2 separate regions of the Mus musculus genome follow, and region 1 is linked to region 2. The links are chromatin contacts, called in public Hi-C maps. All regions are on one chromosome and are shown on one strand. The core of a region is the stretch at or near the end of the contact, and the rest is flanking DNA. Distances in the headings are between cores, read along the strand shown. Region 1 has its middle 4.3 kb from the start of Gm39850. Region 2 has its middle 28 kb from the start of 8430437L04Rik.

Region 1 (5,006 bases), core at 1,174-3,673, 330 kb after region 2:
TGGAAAAACACCCCAGTGCTTAAGGGTGTATGCTGTTTTCTCAGAAGATCCACCTCAACTCCTAGCACTGATGTTGGATAGTTCATAACCATCTGCAATCCTAGCATGGGCCCCAACACCACTGGCCTCCTCAGGCACCCATGTCCACGTGCATATATCCATACACAGAAACACACACATACATATAATAGCATATGTCCATACACAGAAACACACACATACATATAATACATACATATAATTTAATTTTTAAAAAAAATTCTTCTCTGTTTGACTTTCCTATCAGTCTTAGCTGATACTAACTGCCCTGGGTTTCCTTTCGTCCTCTACTATTATAAAACTTATCATCTATCCCATATACACAAACCATGACACGAACTAAAATTACAGGTCGCAAACAAACAAATGCACACATTCATAGGAATTCACACACAAGCAGGTGCAGTACAGTCACGTGTGTATCAGCTCTGTGCGTATCATAACACAGGAAGCCTCCCTAATCTATAACCCGAAATACAAGAGTCAGTCCACTTGACACCCATTAACTGAGCACACTCTGAGTTTTCTTCAAGCCTCTCCAAAGTCTTGCATGGCTATCAAAATATTTTTGGAAATTCTGTAACATTTTTTTTTTTTATTTTCCCCTGGCTTCATATTTCTGGTAAGGCCTCATCCCTAAAATACCCTTCTTCTGGGACACGGAAATAACGGTCCCAAAGCAGCTGCCAGAGTTAGAGCCACTCAGAGATTTGGGACACATTTCTAGGGAGGGCTACTTGTAATTGATTCAGTTAAAAGCCAACCCACTAAAGCTTTCAAAGAAACAGGTGTGTGGGGAGGGGAGAGAGGAAGCGGGGGGGGGGGGGCCGCGGGGGGGGGGGCTGTGCGTCCTTCTGGATCCTCTCCTTTTTGCTCACAATTCTATCTGCAGTTTTACTTCCCGTTTCTTCCCTTCTTTGGCCTCAGCGCTACCCCTCCTCTTGAATTTTATTTTAGATGTGCAGAAAAACAACCAACCATCTCCCTTCTCTCACCCCGCCCCACGCCGCCAGGGCGCTGAAGTCATATTTCTCTGTGGCTAACTTCCTCTATTGGTGCCTCACAACTGGATTCCTGTCACCCAGAACCACCTCCCCTAAGTTCAAAGCCAGTTAGAGGGCACATCTGGCACACAAGAGAGTGGGCTCCACCGACCAGCACAGCTGCTTGCCTGGCCCTGAGAGGCTTCCACCAGATAAACCACACTCGGGGTGTCGGTGTGGCTCACAGGGTCTTTGCCATGCTTCTGCCCACCTTGAAGTCAGTGGTTGGCATCTCAGAGACATCAGGGAATTGTTTTTTGAAAATACCTTTGAGAGAGGAAAAACTCTTTTCAAACAAAAACAAACCTTTGTTCCGGCCTGTTAAACAGAAATCCCCGAGCCTGGGCCGAGCGGTGCAATTTAAAAATAATAATAATAATTTTTAATTTTTTAAAAAATTTTTCTGAACACTTCCCAGATGATTCTATTGTACGGCCGGGTTAAGAACCACCGCTGTAGATTCTGCTAGTGGAAGCTATCCAAACCCCAGCTTACTCCCTTCCTTCCAAACGCACCCCAGGAGATTCCTCTGTCTGTTCTCACACGAAAGATATCTGGGAGCCAGGAAATAGAGTCAGGCGCCTGGGGAACGCAGCTAGGTGGAGGAAGGAAAGGGGTTGAAAACAGAGGAGGTGCCAAGTGGTGAAGCAGGCGCTAAGCCCCCCTCCCCTTCTGTACATAGGGACTGTACACAGCTTGTAGATAGGCATAAAGTCACCTTCTCGCTGCTGCCCGAGGACCTGGCCTCCCAGGCTCTGGGAGTTGACATATAAGTGCCATGAAGCTTCAGAGTGAGAGAGAGGAAAACAACTATTGCAGGACCCTGTCGCCCCAGGAACTGCGTTGCAGAGACTTTGGGAAGAGAACATGCGCGCTTTCCGTACAGCAGAGGACAATTGAAAAATTTAAGTCACGTCTATGCTGAAAGGGGACAAGAACAAATATGATTTGTGTGTGTGTGTGTGTGTGTGTGTGTGTGTGTGTGTGTGTGTGTGTGTGTTCGCGCGCGCGCCCTAAGGCGCTTGAGAGGCACACAGCTGCTGGTGTGTGATGTAATCTATTCCTGGTCACAGGAAGGCCAAGACTCCGCTGGGGTGGGGTAGAGTGGGAGGGGGAACTCCTAAGAGTCTCAACCCCCCACGATCCCTTCAGACCCCCCAAATGCTCACTGTGCAGTTGAGAAATAATAAGCAAACACGGAGCTCAGAGGTACTCTGCCCACCCCCCCTCCAGACATCCCTGGTTACTTAGGCAACTGGTGGACTCCCCCTTCCACACCAGCACTCCGAGGCCTGTGGCTGTGCAGGGGGAAGGGCAGGGGGAAGGGCCTGCCCCCACTGCCTAGTTCTTAGTCAGTGCTTCTTGGCCATCTGCCTGCCTTCCTCTGGCAGGGATATGCGGCTCTTGCACCCTTGGCTTAGTCCATGAGAAGAGGTCTCCCTGCCTCCACCCTTCTTTCTGTTTGCCTCTCTCCCCAGATGTCTCAAAGTTTCTGTGGGAAAGAATGTTCTTACTGCTAATGTGAGACTTTCAAAGTCGGGCCTTCTCCTGAAGGCATGGGAGCTGCCTGGTTAGGTGCCCCATCAGGGATACCCAACAGGAAGGTACCACTGGTCTACATTCAGGTGGCTGAATATCTCTGGGTTCCCCTGGCGTTGCTCTCTGATACCTGAGCTTCCAAATATCAGGTCTTTGTCCATCACAAGATTGATGCAGATGTGCAACATGGATATTGTCCAGCCCTAGAGGAGTGAGCGGTTTTATTTGGGGGTTGGTTTTGTTTTTCTTTAAGCGGGGTATGTGTGTGTGTGTGTGTGTGTGAAGAAAACCCTCCCCATTCATATAACCCTGTGCCTCCGATTTAGTAAACTTCTATTACCTTGACCTTTTTTGGGGGGTGGGGTGGTGGACTTGGAAACAAGGTCTCTCTATGTGGCCCTGGCTGTCCTGGGGCTCACCCACAATGTAGACCAGGCTGTCCTCAAACTCAGAAATCAGGCTGCCTCTTCCTCCCAAGTGCTTGGGTTAAAGGCAAAGACAGACCACTGCCCGGTTTTGATACCTAGACTTTTGAATGTGTTTCTTTTGCTTTTTTCCAGAAGAAATCCTGGCAAAGACCCAGTATGAGAGAGGATGGCAGATAATCAGCAGAGGTTCAACCTGTTGGACCCCAACACCAAACACAACACATCAGGCGTCAGGCCGGGTCTGTGCTGGTCGTCACCTCTCTCTCTCCAGCATCCAAACAAACAGCACTCCTCGGCAGGAGCAGATGTGGGTGCCTCCCACCATTAAGAATAAAGCACTTGGGAGGCAGAGGCAGGCAGATTTCTGAGTTTGAGGCCAGCTTGGGCTACAAAGTGAGTTCCAGGACATCCAGGGCTACACAGAGAAACCCTGTCTGGAAAAAACAAAAAACAAAAACAAAATAGCAACAAAAAAGAATAAAGTCTGTACTGTATCTCCAGCCTTATCTACTAGTCAAGAGTCAGACACTCCCCATGAAGTACTGGCTGTGTTAGGACTTTAAAACCTGTCAGAAGGATTGCAGATTGTGGTTACCAGCAGAAATGCCCTAAAGGCAGATCCTCCCACTGGAGCAACTGACAGGAAACACCCTGCCTGGAACAATATTCCTGCTGCAGAGGGTTTCTTGCCTCTCTCTCTCTCTCTCTCTCTCTCTCTCTCTCTCTCTCTCTCTCTCTCTTTCTTTCTTTCTCTTTTGAAACCAGAAAAACATGAAATATAAAACGGGCTCTAGTTGTACCTAGGCCTGGCCCCATGAAAACCTGAAAGTGGGCCAGATGGCAAAGTCAGGCTCCTAGCCCTCATCCACACTGGTGAGAGACAGACAAGGAGTCCTCTCCCTGGCTCAGGGCAGAGGGGGAACTGCTGGTGTCCGTGAGGGGAATACAGGGGGGAGGGAGGAGGGGATGGAGTTTGCACAGCATGTGAGGCACAGCATGGAGGAGCAGAAAAAGCAGAGAGGCATGTGTCAAGGGATTAATATGATAATCATCATGACAACAATAATGGCCTCTGCTTTTGGACTTTGGGCAAACCATTTCACAATTCTCTTTTTTCATGATGAAAGAATCAGTGTTCCGGGCCCAGGGCTTACCCTACAAATCATATGAGAGTGTGTGAATATAAAATTGATTTATAAACTGTTTCAAATATTCACTATTAATTCTACTTAAAATGAAATAGACCTTCCAAGACAGATGCCAGGCTTAAATATCATCCCTCACAGGAAGTAATCACCTTTTAATAATTGGCTATGCAGGATTTGGTGACTGCGTTGGCCATATCATATTTTTCCTTGTAATATTCCAAAGTGTTCTTGGCGATATGTAAACAGTCTCATTATGTAAAAGCCCTTATCATGGCATGTGCTAAAGTGGGCTCCTACCTGCCAATTCGGTGGGGTTTCAAGGATCCCCCAGGGACCCTCTGCACAACTCTGAGTGGGTGGTGCAAGTCTTTAACAAGAGTACATAAAAATGTGTCTATTCTCATTGAATGCAGTTATCTCTATGATTTGTGAGTGGGCTGCTCAATGATTTCAGAAAAACATTTCCCTCCAGCTGGCAAGATGTCAAGACTGAAAAACACATCCCCTGGTTCTTCTTCTTGCCCCAATTGGGATGGATGAGCCTAATTCTCACCACCCCATTTCCTTAAGCCATTAGCAGTGATTGAATCTCTGCGCATCCCAGTGAGTTGCACTCCGGCCGTCTCAATGCACAGGAGCACCCGTAATATGGAAAACTATGTTGTGAAACTTCAAATCTACTTTTAATTCCATCTTTGACAGACCAAATTGAAGCCATGGTTTCTGCTTTGCTAGGGCCACTTAACACGAGCTGGAAACTCTGTCTCCCTTCAGTGTGAAAGCTTCCCTCTTCTATCAGTTCAGTTGGG
Region 2 (4,843 bases), core at 277-2,776:
GAGAAGTGTATGTATGGCATTGTTTACTAAAATCCACCATTCATTTCAAACTCTAAAGTCTTCCTCGGCCTTGCACCAAAGGCTAACTACCCAGTTCCCTGAAGGCCCCACTTTACAATGATTGTAATTACGATCAAGTTGGTACTAAGCCAATCAAATGACTCTGGCCCGCCAGCCATACAGTATATTTCAATGTCATGTTCTTACTTTTTTTTTCAGTCTTTTAATTTATGGTAATCTAATGTGTGCCTTGGGTTCTCTATTAATTTGGTCTGGTTAAACCCTTTTTAAAAGTTTTAAGCCCTTCTCAAATATTGGCTGAATCTACCAGCTAGGGCGACTGGTGGGTGGAGGAGAGACAAGCGAGGACTGCTTCAGAAAAGTGGGCCTTTATTCCTTTTGTCATATTTTGATTTCTTTAAAATTGCTCACTTGCATTTAAGTCCCTAAGAGCCATGAAAATTATGTTGAACGGTAGCAGGGACTTGTGAAAAGGCCCCACAGAAGCGTCTGAAATCTACGGGCCCTTGAACCTTTTTGCATCCTGCAACATCTGACATGCTTTGTGAGAGGCGGCCACCTGCAGGAGTTCGAAAATAGATGCTTCCAGCCAACAGAGAACGCTCAGAAGTGATGTGTTAATATCATTCTCGTAACTACTTGACCTCTGACCTAAGTAGCAGTAGCAAGCTGACCCAAGCCACAGTAAAAGAATTGGAGCTGTCATTCATATATTTGGGACCATGACTGAGAAGGGAGAGGGGAGGGAAGGGGAGACAGGGGAGACAACTACAAATAATTCCCTCCCCCCCCCCCCCCCCAGTGGTATGAGTTTGGCAGATTGTCTACCCAGCTGAAGTTCATTGAGTAATTAGCTAATCTCCGGGTTCATTTTTCCTGTGTGTGTCAGCTTAGACTCTGACTCACTCTCTCTCTCTGCCTGTCTCTCTCCCTCCCTCCCTCCCTCTCTCCCTCCTCCTCCTCCTCCTCCTCCTCCTCCTCCTCCTCCTCCTCCTCCTCCTCCTCCTCCTCCTCCTCCTCCTCCTCCTCTTCTCAGTTTAGATTTTCAACAGTTGACTTACTGTTTGGGTGTGGTAGAAAGTCAGTAATAGATCAGGAGGAAGGAAAGTGTGTATCACAGTGATTTTGTTTATGGAGAGTTTTCAAAGCATGGAATAAAATATATATTTTTTTAATGCTTAGAAGCCCCGGGGAGAAGAAAAAAAAAGCCAACATAATATAATGGAAACTTCATCAGAGCTAAAAAATTATAGCTCTACAATTCAAGATAAATCAGTAACTTCTACTGATCAAACCAGGGCTCCCTGCTAGGGTCACATCCCAGCTGCCTGCCTCACAGCCATAGACAAGACTTTATTCTCTCTCTCTCTCTCTCTCTCTCTCTCTCTCTCTCTCTTTCTCTCTCTCTCTCTCCTTTTTTTTCCAAACTGTCAACACTGCAAAGCCAATCCAGCTGTGGGGAAGGCAGCTGTGTGATATTCTGCCTCCCACTTAGTCAGCCAAATTGTCTGCTCACCGCCCCCGCCCCCATTCTCCTCCCCCAGTTGTTGCGGCTGCAGGGATAGAAGCACACCATGGCTGGAGACAGTTTCTGCCAGTTAACCCTGTGTTTCTCTGGCTCTCTCTCTTCTAGGCTCCCCTTATCATGCTTCCTCGCCCTGTACCTCCCCGGAGTCTTCTTTTTTTTTCCCCTTTTTATAGAAAGATCGTGTGCACGAGATAATTCTGATTGCTGGTAATTTCTTTAAAATCTAGTCATAAGCACAATTCCACAGTTCACGGCAGCCTTCTCTTCCCATACCTCTCCTCCTCCTTTTCATTCTTTGTTGATGGCTACATAGTATCACTACCTGGACTGACCCTGCCTTCATTTAACCATTTTTGGACTTAGCCGTAAGCAATGGTACAATGAATCTCTCTGCACACATCCCTACCTTCCTTTTTGACTATTTTCATCAGGAAGACTGTGAGTGGCATTGCTGACGAAAAGGCCATCTACTTTCTTAGGCATCTCATGAGTTGTTCCAGATAGCTTTCCTTTTAAGATCTATGAGCGTATGGTAGTCTAAGCCATTTTTAGTGGCTGAGCCACATGAGAGAGAAATGTGTTTCCTTTTCCCTCAGAGATAATGTGGAAACCATTGTACATCCCCAAGTCCTGTGTCCCAGCTGTGTCTGCTACAGTTTTGGAGACACGGTGTCCCTGTCTAAGGACTCTAAGGACGGCTGGGATTCAGTCTCAGGACTCAGGACACTAGCAGATTCTCCAGGGATGCTCCACGCCAAAGAGCAGACTAAGTGCCCCTGGAGATGGTGAGTACCCAGCAGGAGGGGAGGGTTAGCACTCAGGGGAGGGGTTTATCCTCTGTGACAATGGCTGGGAGTAGGGGGATCATTCCAGCTTCCATCAAGCTTCCCCCTAAAGAGCCTGGGGAGAGAGAGGAGGTTAGAGAAGACAGATATTGAGGAAGGATTTGAGAAGGGTGGATTAAAGGGAACAGAATCCTAAGCAGGGCTCCAAAGGCGTTGAACCAAGCTGGCTGGCTGGGTACCTGATTGTTTGAGTTTTTGGTTTCCATACATTTAAATATCTCCAATTATACTGATACTTATTGACAGTTCTTATTTTAGGCATAGGAATTTGTACATGTGCAAATGTGTTTATAACACAGGCCATATCCTAAATATCATCTGTGCAAACTGTATGATTTCATTAGATAAGAAAAGCATGACTTCCTTCCTGGAGAACCTTGAGACAATGTAGACAATCATAAAATTATCTTTAATCCTTGTCACCTAATGTAGCCACACTTCCTATGCTATCAACTTGCTGTGTATACTTCCATAGAGTCTGCCTTATATTTACATCCATGCATAGGCCTGAATAAGATGTATAGAATAATAATCAGTGTGGCCACACTTGTATATATCTGCCATAGTGTATGTACTGTCTTGTAACTTTCTGGGGGGGGCACATTAAAATATTTAAAATAGAGATAAATCTAGATTCTTAGTCAAATATAAGTTCCCTGTTGGTCATTCCAGTAGGAGTTCACTGCACTTTCTGGAGGCTCATTCTTTCGTAGTTTGAAGGGAAGGGCATCTCCAGCAGTGGGTTTGTATTCCCTCTTTGTCTCCATTGGCTCTTCAGCATTGACTGTTACCATAGAATCTGAGAGCCAGAAGGGTTTCCTGTTGACTCTCTGGCACAGCCCACTTATTGTATTGGGTGTGAAAATAGGTGAGAGGCCTGATTCCAGTTCTTACCTACCCACCTCAGCCTTGGTTTGTGCGATCCTTAGTTAGGGATGATCATTTCTGAATAGCTTCCAGAAAATTCCATGCAAGCCACTAACACTGAAAGCATTCCTCGGAGCAACTTTGTTCGCAGACAACCTCTGATAATCCCTTTCACCAAGATTTTGGCTCTGGGAGAAAAGCTTTAAACGCCTAAGCCAAGCAGGAACATGGAAGGAGCTGGATGGAGGAAGAGTGGCAGCCTTGGGTTCGACCTCGGGATTCTTCAGGTGAGATGAGCCCTCAGCTTTCCCTCTCAGGACCACTCAGTGAGCAGGGCTTTTATTTAAGGCCGAGCATTTGAAGGTCAGCTCCCATCTTTTACTTTTCTTATGATGTCAGAGGCAGAAAGAGCACAGCTTGCCTCTTGAATTTCAGGTGCAGGACCATTTCAGAAATAAGCAAGGAGAAAAAGAAAAGGACACAAAAAAGAAGAAGAAGAGAAAAAAAAAGACCCTTTGGCTCACAGAGTAAAAATCTTTGAAATGAAAGTTGTGCAGGCAGTAAATATGGAGGCACACAATACATCCAGAGCTGCAATTGAGAACACAGGCCACTGCCTCTCGGTTACAGAAAGCCAAGAGATGTTATGTTCCTTAATTAAAACGGAGCTCAAGAGTCGGTGGGAGGCACCTGCACAGCCCCTACCTGAAGATGCCAATGTACAGAGAAACTTCCAGCCGAGGAATTCACACAGAGGACGTGTAGGCAATTGTAAGTTTCTTTCAAACTCGGCCTCTGTCTGTCATACCTATGTAGTTACAAAATCAAAGGGGATAATAAAGTTCAATTGTATATTCACAGTTTGATAGTTCTATTGATAGGTCTCACACACACAAAAAAAACGCCATTTCGGGAAACTGAATCTGTGTCCCTCCATAAAAAGTTCTGAAAGACTCTCCTGGATGGCCAGTCCCCACCCAGAAATCCCTCCAAATCTCAGCCTATGAAGTGGCCCCAGCGAGGTTCAAAGGTGTCAAATTGGGTCTCCTCTCCCCAGGTTCTGCCTGTGGTTTTAAAATATCCTTCTGATGATGGCAAGAAGGAAAGGAAAACACCCAGAGCAAGACACAACTGAATTAAAATCCAGTTCCTGAGTAGAGAGCCATTAACCCAACCATCACCACGGCACTGACGGGAGGAACGGATTCCTTGTGAGGTACCAGACAGGGCTAGGCTGAGAGCCAGCCTCCTCCCTGCCCTACATCCTTGCCTCAGGAACCGAGACCCTGCCAACTCTGAAGGATTTTCTCATTTTTAAAAACATCAATGTATTTTGCTACTACAGAAATATTCTCAGAGGCACTAGAAAATCAGCACGCAGGTGCCTCTATTTTTTTTTTTTTTTAGATTTTTCTTGGAAAAGAGGAGTGGGTGTTTGACTAGATTCAAAACCAGCCAGTCTGTTCTTGTGAGAGTGTATGGGACTAGGCTTGTGGAAGAGTGGAGCGCATCTGAATGCAAAAAAAAAAAAAAAAAAAAAAAAAAAAAAAAAAAAAAAAAAATTAAATGGAGGAACTGGGCG

What was found. Hi-C and Micro-C count contacts between places; a contact is called where the count stands out from the background.
Region 1: a Hi-C map of muscle stem cells shows a contact between it and region 2, with 2.3 times the contacts expected there. The contact joins two enhancer-like sites. A contact is called at or near these places in 1 of 39 promoter capture datasets (cranial neural crest), 1 of 484 Hi-C or Micro-C datasets (muscle stem cells) and 1 of 115 datasets of contacts at active chromatin or transcription factors (embryonic basal ganglia).

The regions. Positions count from the first base shown.
Region 1 is chr2:73,002,183-73,007,188 of GRCm38.p6, forward strand. No RefSeq gene overlaps it. Among named protein-coding and RNA genes, the nearest start is that of Gm39850, 4.3 kb to the right of the region's middle. Within about 2 kb of position 2,424, at least 275 of the 459 cell types and tissues checked have an H3K27ac peak or open chromatin away from gene starts, as enhancers often do. A contact at or near this core is called in muscle stem cells, where this site is marked.
Region 2 is chr2:72,672,950-72,677,792 of GRCm38.p6, forward strand. No RefSeq gene overlaps it. Among named protein-coding and RNA genes, the nearest start is that of 8430437L04Rik, 28 kb to the right of the region's middle. Within about 2 kb of position 1,527, at least 46 of the 459 cell types and tissues checked have an H3K27ac peak or open chromatin away from gene starts, as enhancers often do. A contact at or near this core is called in muscle stem cells, where this site is marked.